Regions from separate parts of the Gossypium hirsutum genome. Here region 1 is linked to region 2. The links are chromatin contacts, called in public Hi-C maps. All regions are on one chromosome and are shown on one strand. Each heading gives the region's core, a stretch centred on a gene start, on an enhancer-like site or on the middle of the called end of the contact. The rest is flanking DNA. Distances are from core to core; before and after follow the strand shown. Region 1 holds the start of LOC107951415 (QWRF motif-containing protein 2). Region 2 holds the start of LOC107952270 (increased DNA methylation 1).

Region 1 (4,141 bases), core at 233-2,732, 210 kb before region 2:
AAATTTGATTTACTTGATCAGAAAATTTAATAGAGGGGATGCCATTGACCAATGAACATTCAATATCATTTTCCGATATCTCAAAATCTCCTACTCCATCTGCCCGATTCCCACCAACCTGTCTCTCCATGATAGGACCTTTTCAAAAATCAGTGTTATGTCCATCACAATATCTAGGTTTTCCTCTGTTTCCTTTATACAAACTTTCTTTAACCACCGACTCATTATTTCATCGTCATCTCTCCCTTTGCGCTCCGTGGAGTCCATAATTTTGTAGTACACAATATATTTGAGCAAATGGTAGTCCAAGCGTGGAATTATAAAAAAGATAAAAATTTATAAAACAATCATTAAAATTTATAATAATTACTAGAAGCTAATTAAAACCATAAAGTTTTTATAATTTTTTTTAAAAAATATTAAAAATGGTTAAAAATTAGAAATTTAATTTAGAATTTTTTTAAAAATTAATTAAAAGCTATATTTAAAAATATAAATATTTTATAAAAATTATTTTTCTCATTTTTATAAAAATATAGCAACTTACCATTAATTAAAAAAAGCCATTGATTATTAAGAAGGCATAACATTTTAGAAGAACTTTCAAGTATGCATAAGAAAAAAAAAGAATTCCAATGTTTGATATACTTAAAAATAAATTATATTAGTTAAATAATTTAGTAAAAATGAGAAAAATAATTTTAAAAACATTTAATAAATAATTTATATGGTTTTTAATTAATTTCTAACAATTTTAATAAATTAATTTTTTTCTAAATTTTATAAACTTTTATGGTTTTTAATTAATATCTAATAATTATCATAAATTTTAATGATTTTTATAAATTTTTATTTTGTTATGAATATCTTATTAAGTGGATGCCCATCATGATCAATATAAAGTTTTAATATACTTAGTTAGTAGAATTATAAATAGAGACTCTGACGAAGTATTGTAATCATCCATTTGATCAATAAAGTATATTTTTTTTATTCCTTTTATATTTTCTTTGTTCTTTGTTCTCTCCATCTCTCTTATTTTATAATACGTTATCATAATACAATCACTCCAAATGTTGCTCAAGTTGTTGACAATAGCTATTGTAATTGCAATTTCAGCCTTCAATTAAAGCCTATGCACTATGAGTAATCATTAGAGCTTTTAATCACTTAAATCTTCCACGCATGTTTGTAATAGTAATTATAAAATAAAAAATTAAGAAAAATATTTAAAATTCTATTTTACTAGATTTATTACATTCCCTACTAACCCCCTGATTTCATCCCTACTTCTTACCACATCATCCATAATTCTTATCAAATAAAAATAAATACATATCTTTTTTCCAAAACTGATATATTTACTTTGGTAGGAACCATAAATAAATAATATGGTAAAAGAATTTATAAAGTTATTTCTCGTGAAGAAACAAGAAATGTGGCAGCCACGTGTAAGTAGTTTAGTAACAGACCTACAGAGGTTGCCTCTCCTCCACGCGACTCATCCATCCCCATAAAACCCCGCCACTGCAATGGATTCCCTTCACTTTAAATTCCATACTACAAACAAAATGTATACTACATAGGCCACTCCTAGCATTACCACCCTTATGCTCTCTAATCTAATCTAATCTAATCTTTTCCCACATCCTTCTCACTCTCTCCTCTATGAAAATTCTGAGTTTTTATGTTTAAAGAATAAAATCTGTTAAATCCCAACAGTTTTTTTCAATATAAAATTGGAGGTGTTTATGATTAGATACGTTTAGGTGTTGGGAAGAGAGTGAGATTAAAGGATCAGACTGTGGAATTGAATTTTGTGAGTGCCCCCCCAATGGTTGCTGCTACCCTAAACCCCAAACACCTGGGAGGAACTGGGCTACTGCCTCCCTTGTTGCCCTCCGACCCCCACAATTCCATCCCTCCGCCCCCTCAAAATTCCCGAAAATGTTTGTCCACCTCCTCATCCCACTCAAATTCTTCCACAAAACACACGACTTCATCGGCTATTAAGAGGTCTCAACCGGTGGAGAGGAGACATGCGGTGACCCCGCCGTCTAATAAACCTATGCGTTTGAAAACTGACAACGCTAACAATAACACTGCTGACAAGGTTAGCAAAGCTACACCAGCTCCATCACCATGCCCCACAAAGAAAGAAACCACCAAGAGGCGCAAACCGACGCTGGAAACGAGAAGAACAGAGCAAACCGAAATTTCAAAGACGGAGCGGTGGCCGGCGAGGTTAAGGCTACCCAACTCGGTGGCTAGTAGAAGCATGGCTTGCACCGATGAGAGGAAGAGATTAAACGGTTCTGTTAATGGCAATGTACTTGGGCCACTGCAAGATTTCATGGCTGATAATAGAGATATAAGAGCCGTTACTCCTGTTGAATCTAAGGCTCAACGTGGTCTCGCTGCTTCTGATACTGAAAGTGTTTCTTCTGGTAGTACGTCAGGTTCTTCACAAAGTTCCTCCGCTAACGTAGACGTTAAGCGTGGGCCTCCAGGAATAATGGTCTCCGCTCGGTCCTGGCAACAGACTGCTAATCGGGTATGCCGGTCCCATCCTGGCTCGCCGGTTCCTAAGAAAAATACAGCGCGCACTAAGCTAATTGTACCAGACAAGTTCGGAGCTGATACTCCTTTTTCGTCTCCAAACGGTGTATTGAATAGCAGAGGACAGTTACCGCCAATTCATGGGCCAGTTCGGCCTGCGTCACCGAGTAAGCTTGGGTCATCTTCAACGAGGGGAATGAGTCCTAGACTGAGGAATGGTTTGGATGATAATTTGGTAACTAGGCTGTCGATTTTGAGCTTTGTTGGTGATGGTTTTAAGATTGGGGAGAACAAAGTTTCGGATGCTAATTTGTTGAGGCTACTTCATAACCGGTGGTTGCAGTGGCGTTTTGTTAATGCTAGAGCAGATGCTACTCTGTCTTCCCAAAGGTCTAACGCAGAGGTACGACTCTAAGAAGTGACTTTGAATTTATCTCGTTGTGTTTGTATGCTGTTTGTATGCTTCATCAAGTTTGCATGCTTTACTATTATAATATTCATAGGAATTCGCTTTTACTATAATTTTGGCAGTACAGCTCGCAGCATTAAACGTTGCATACGAACACCATTTTGAGGATTTTGGCTAAGTTTTACTTTTAGAAAGTTAATTTTTTTAGAATGTTGCCTGGCTGCACGCAGTTTGTTTTGTCTTACCATCTGGAATTTCAGGGTTTTGTTAATTAAAAAAAGAGAGCTCAAGAACAGTCCAGACAAACAATTGAATTATGTCTGATAAAAACAGAGAGTGGTGTTCTTGGTAGAGCTGAAATTCTTTAGGCCACTTCTGCTTGATCGAACTTGGCACCCTGCCGTTTTTGGTTATAATTGCTTTTATGGTGTAGAAGTTATGTAGTATGAAAGCAGCCTGTGAGAGTTGTTTTGTGGCTTAAAATGAGTTTAATCATGTTAGGGAGAGAGGCTGCAGTATTGGTGAAATTAGAAATTTTCCATAAGAGTGTAAAGGGATATTTTTAGTACAATCTATGATAAGTGACGACGGATAGAATTGGATCAAAGAGATTGCATGCCTGATTTTCACAGGTTTTTCCTTCAGACCAAATCCAGAGGCCATGTGAGACACTGAGATCAGTAGGTTTTGATTTTGAAATAATATTGGAAATCAAGAATGCTAAATGTTCTAGAGGAGCATGCTGGTTCATCAGTTGCTGATTTTCTTGCACTAAGGAACCAGTCAAAGAGGGCATCCATTATGCTAGAAACAACTTGATCAAATTAGAGGCAAGCAGAGGTTGCAGATTGCATGTGTCTTGAAATAGCTATGATTGATTACTGATTGACATCTCAGGAATGAGAAACAAGTGAAATAAAAGTTGCATTGATTTTTTTTCATATTTTAGCTTTCGATACAATTAATTCATCTTAATCTTTTTTGCTTTGCTTTGTTTAAGATGCTTCAGTTTTTTTTTAACTGTCCTCTTGTTTCTCAGAATACTAACAATTTTTATTGTCAATTATCTTCATTATAGTTAGTTAAAATATGACAATGAGTCCTTTTGTTATCATTTCTGATAACAAAAAAGCCCTCTATAATGCATGGGCAGCTACCTCAAATAAAATTTTC
Region 2 (4,369 bases), core at 328-2,827:
CACGAACTCATGCTGCAAGTTGCTGTTGAAAGCTTCGATAATCGAGGCCAAAGCCTTCTCTCGCGTTGAACCCCTTCAACAAATGGAGAAAAACGCCCAATTGAGCCACATCCAAGTCAAAAGCATAATTATTCTAAAAACTTTTGAGAAATCTCGAGAACTTGACAAAGTAACTAATTTCAACTAACCAAACTATTCTTCCTTAACCACAGTAACAAGAAAACCATGCATCAAATTTTCATCCAACTATATCTAACCTCTTTTCGTATAAATTATCCACAGCTTCATCAAGTAAACTATCCTTATTAAGCTCTACTTCTTCAGTTCCGGAAACCGACATTCGATCGGAATGCATGGTCGACGATGAACTTACACTACTATTATCATCGTCACTATCTAACATCGTCGCATTTTTGCGCTGAGTTTTACCTGCCAAATTCATATAATTATTTTTATTCAGCCTTAAATAAAACCTAAAACAAAACAAATATAAAACCGACGCCAAACACACCCCAAGACAAATAATAGAAAATTGTTCAAACGCGACTTCACCAAACAATCAATCATCTAACATCCATAGCAATTTGGAAAGTCAAAAAGGCAGAAATTTAATCAAATTAATTAGCAAAAATTACCCAAAAAAAGAATAGAGGAAAAAAATTCTCACGTTTTCCCATGTTGGTGACTACTTCTCGGCCGTCGGTTTTTATATGTTAGAAACTACAAGGTTGACTAAGAATCTGAGAATGAGATAGGTTTGAAATTAAACAACGATAGACAGAACGAAAAACCCAAAAAGAATCCAAACAGAACAAGGAAGACGATATCAGAAGCGAATGGGAGGAGGATGCAGCCATTAAAGTGATACAGAAAATCCCTATTAGAATATAAAGCCAAGGGAAGGGAATGGATTTAGAAAATTACACAAACCCTAATTTATATGTAAAAAGAAAAGCGAACGGGGATTCGGGAATTGGCAGGTTGGGACACGAGGCGAGTGTAGGGATGGAGCACGTGGAATTAGGGTTAGACACGTGATTAAAGTAATTTTACTTTTTAGGAGGCGAGTTTGGGGGTTTAGAGTTCCCGGACTCTGGGAGAAGTTTGTAGAATTGTTTTTAAAGAAAAAAGAAGTATTAAATTTGTAGATTCTTAAATTTAAAAAAAAAAGTGAAAAGGGTGGCTAAAGATTGAACTGTTGATTATCTGTTTTTAAAAGTTTGAAAATAATTTCTCATGGAAAAAGTAAAAACAGAACTTTTGATTTTGATTTAAAGTATTAATTTGGTTAAATACGAGTTTTTATATGAATCTAACTTCAACTGGACTTCCTGAGCTGCGACCCAACCCAATAACAGCAAATTTTCATAATTATCTTAAGCTCAATCGTTGCCCACTTCGCCATAAAAAAACTAATTTCGACATCACCAAAATTTTACTATAAATAATAAACCCAAGAGTATAAAATTCTCAGTTTTGCTTTGTTTATCCTTCAAGACTTCTAATCGAAGTAGAAGTCGACTTATTTAAACTAATGTTATATCATATCTAATTTGTTTATCCTAAAAAGTCAAGCATGGCAGATGCGGTGTTCAATTGGTACAAGAATGGGGGTACAGCAGAACCTGGTACTAAGAGAAGTGAAACTACCCTGCAAGCCAAAAAACATCTTTCTTCCATGGGTTGGGTTTTTTGGTATGCTCAGAAGAACGGAAGACAAGAGTTACGATATCAGTCACCGCAAGGCAAGGTTTACTATACACTCAAAGCTGCCTGCAAAGGTTACATCGATGAAACATCCGGGGCCGAGGGAGGAGGAGGAATGGCCGTGGCCGTGGCTGCTGACTTGGAGCCCAAGAAACCCTTGAAAAGAAAGAGTTTAACTCAAGAAAATCCAGCTTTCCCTAAATCTCTTCCATTTAAATCCCTGCCGCCACCCAAAAGAGGGAAGAAGGTGAGAAAACAAGAAAATCAAGCCGAGCCTCGGGTGATCAAACGAGAGAGGATTAGAATACGAGAGCATCTTGTTCCGAATTCATCTCATCGTAACCCAAGAACTGTTCTCTCTTGGTTGATAGACAACAATGTGGTTTCGATTTTGGGGAAAGTGTATTACCGGAATAAGGCAGGGAATCCATTGATGAGAGGAAGGATAACTCGTACTGGGATTCAATGTGACTGTTGTTTCAGGGTATTTGCTCTCACCGCCTTTGAGGCTCATGCGGGTAGTACCAACCATAGGCCGGCTGCTAATATAATCTTGGACGATGGCAGTGGCAGGTCTCTTTCTGATTGTCAAAGGCAAGTGCATGATTCAATGATGACGATCCCCACATCTGCGAAGAAGGGCGATTCAAATCCACGTGGGAGTGATGATGTTTGCTCTGCTTGTTGCGATGGGGGGGAGTTAATTTGCTGTGATCGTTGCCCTTCTGCTTTCCATGTCAATTGCGTGGGCCTCAAGGAAGTTCCAGATGGTGACTGGTTTTGCCCCTCCTGCTGTTGTGGCATTTGTTGTATTGGAACTGTAAGTGATGATGATAATTTTCTTGCTTGTCAACAATGTGAGTGTAAATTTCACATTGGATGCCTCAAGTTGAAGGAATCAAATGAACTGGCTAGGAAAAACAACTGGTTTTGCAGCCATAGCTGTGAAAACATCTTTTCCAGCCTGCAAAATCTTACTGGAAAACCAATTCCAGTGGGGAACAATCTGACCTGGACATTGCTGAAGTCGAAGGCAAGCTCTAATGGCGACGGCTATACTGATTGCCCCGATGGCCTGGATTCTTGTGCAGAGAATCACAGTAAGTTGAATATTGCACTCGATGTGATGCATGAATGCTTTGAGCCTAGTAAAGATTCTTACACAGGGAGAGATCTGGTTGAAGCTGTGATTTTCAGCCAAGGGTCGAAGCTGAAACGATTGAATTTCAAAGGATTCTATATTGCGGTTCTGGAGGAAAACAATGATCTGGTTTCCGTGGCTACCGTAAGGGTACATGGTGACATTGTGGCCGAAATGTCCCTTGTTGCTACCAGGTTCAGCCACCGCCGCCGCGGCATGTGTCGAGCTTTGGTGGATGAACTTGAAAAGAATCTAGCCAAACTGGGGGTGCAGAAGCTAATTTTACCCGCCGTGCCTGCTGCAGTCGACACATGGGTTAACGGTTTCGGGTTTTCTCACATGACAGGCGACGAGAGATCGAAGCTTCTGCAATATGCTTTACTAGACTTTCAGGGAAGCATAATGTGCCAAAAACCCTTGAAAACTGAGTTGTGATAGACTGATATATCATAAGGTGCAAGTATCGTTCCAGGTACATGAAATATTAATGTTTGTTCTTGTTATTGTATTATCAGATGTTAACTGGTATAGCTTACATGTGCATTTATAAGTTTATTCGTCAGCAACTATACATTAGACTTGGAGCATATTTGTCTCGTTTGAATGAGTTGAAAGAACTAGCCAACATTCATTGTTTGATGGGCTTATTGGGTGGGTCTATGGACCCATAGTTTTAAATTTTGGCTTTCGCCTTTCATCAAAAAGAATCAACATAACACATAAACAAGCACATGCCTATGTATAAACGACAATAAAGGAAGCAAAGCAAGACACAATCACACCAGCCACTGCATGCTTTCCCTTTCCTCTGATTCTCAACATTTTTATTACAGAACCCAATGACACTGAGAAACAAAAAAAGGGTCCTGCTTACCAAGTTATGTCTTTTTCTCTTTTCTACATTAAAATAGTAATGCTCCCTTTGGCCCTTTCTTTCTGCATCCCATGTCCATTCCCCTAATTTGTAACTATTATAGCTTCCTTATGTTTCATCTTCCCAAAGCCTTAAAGTCGTCCATATGGCGACCGGCAACTGCTCGAGTCAAGCAAAAGTTTTGACAGAATGTCAACGAGAAGGATACGGAAAAATAACATTATTCACCATCGATAATACCTTCCATGCCAAGGTATTTGGTGTATCAATGAAACTGAAATTTAGAGCATTATTCATCAAATGACGACTACTACTACTGGTACTACATTTAATCAGATCCTTTACATAAATTATGAAAGATATGGAGGAAAATAAAAATAGGTCATGCTTTTAATTATATTGATTGGTAATGATTCAATATTGGAAATGGAGCTAAGCGCACCTTAAGTTGATATAATATTTCAGTGGAAATTAACTTTGTAGCAGCAACCATTATAAATGGGAGAATATATGAATGAGTGAAGAGATGGTATGGCTATAGATGGCCTTTAGACCATTTGCCTTATTAGCCTTAACTTTCACATGCGCAGTAAAAGATGCACTTCCAGTTCATGGGTTTTGTTTAAAATTCAAATTATTCCTTTTTA

Evidence for each region. A called contact is a pair of places that touch in the nucleus more often than the background predicts.
Region 1: a contact with region 2 is called in a Hi-C map of leaf, with 6 times the contacts expected there. The contact joins the promoter of LOC107951415 here to the promoter of LOC107952270 in region 2. A contact is called at or near these places in 11 of 34 Hi-C or Micro-C datasets (anther, callus, hypocotyl and 2 more).

What each region holds. Positions count from the first base shown.
Region 1 is chrA02:21,036,101-21,040,241 of Gossypium_hirsutum_v2.1, reverse strand. It overlaps LOC107951415 (QWRF motif-containing protein 2), which reads left to right and starts at 1,482. Exons shown (of 6, transcript XM_016886466.2): 1 at 1,482-2,962. The coding sequence starts at 1,835.
Region 2 is chrA02:20,830,633-20,835,001 of Gossypium_hirsutum_v2.1, reverse strand. It overlaps LOC107952270 (increased DNA methylation 1), which reads left to right and starts at 1,577. Exons shown (of 1, transcript XM_016887537.2): 1 at 1,577-3,283. The coding sequence starts at 1,577. The coding sequence ends at 3,283. It overlaps LOC107951416 (interferon-related developmental regulator 1), which reads right to left and starts at 1,115. Exons shown (of 13, transcript XM_016886467.2): 1 at 668-1,115; 2 at 258-429; 3 at 1-73. The coding sequence starts at 677.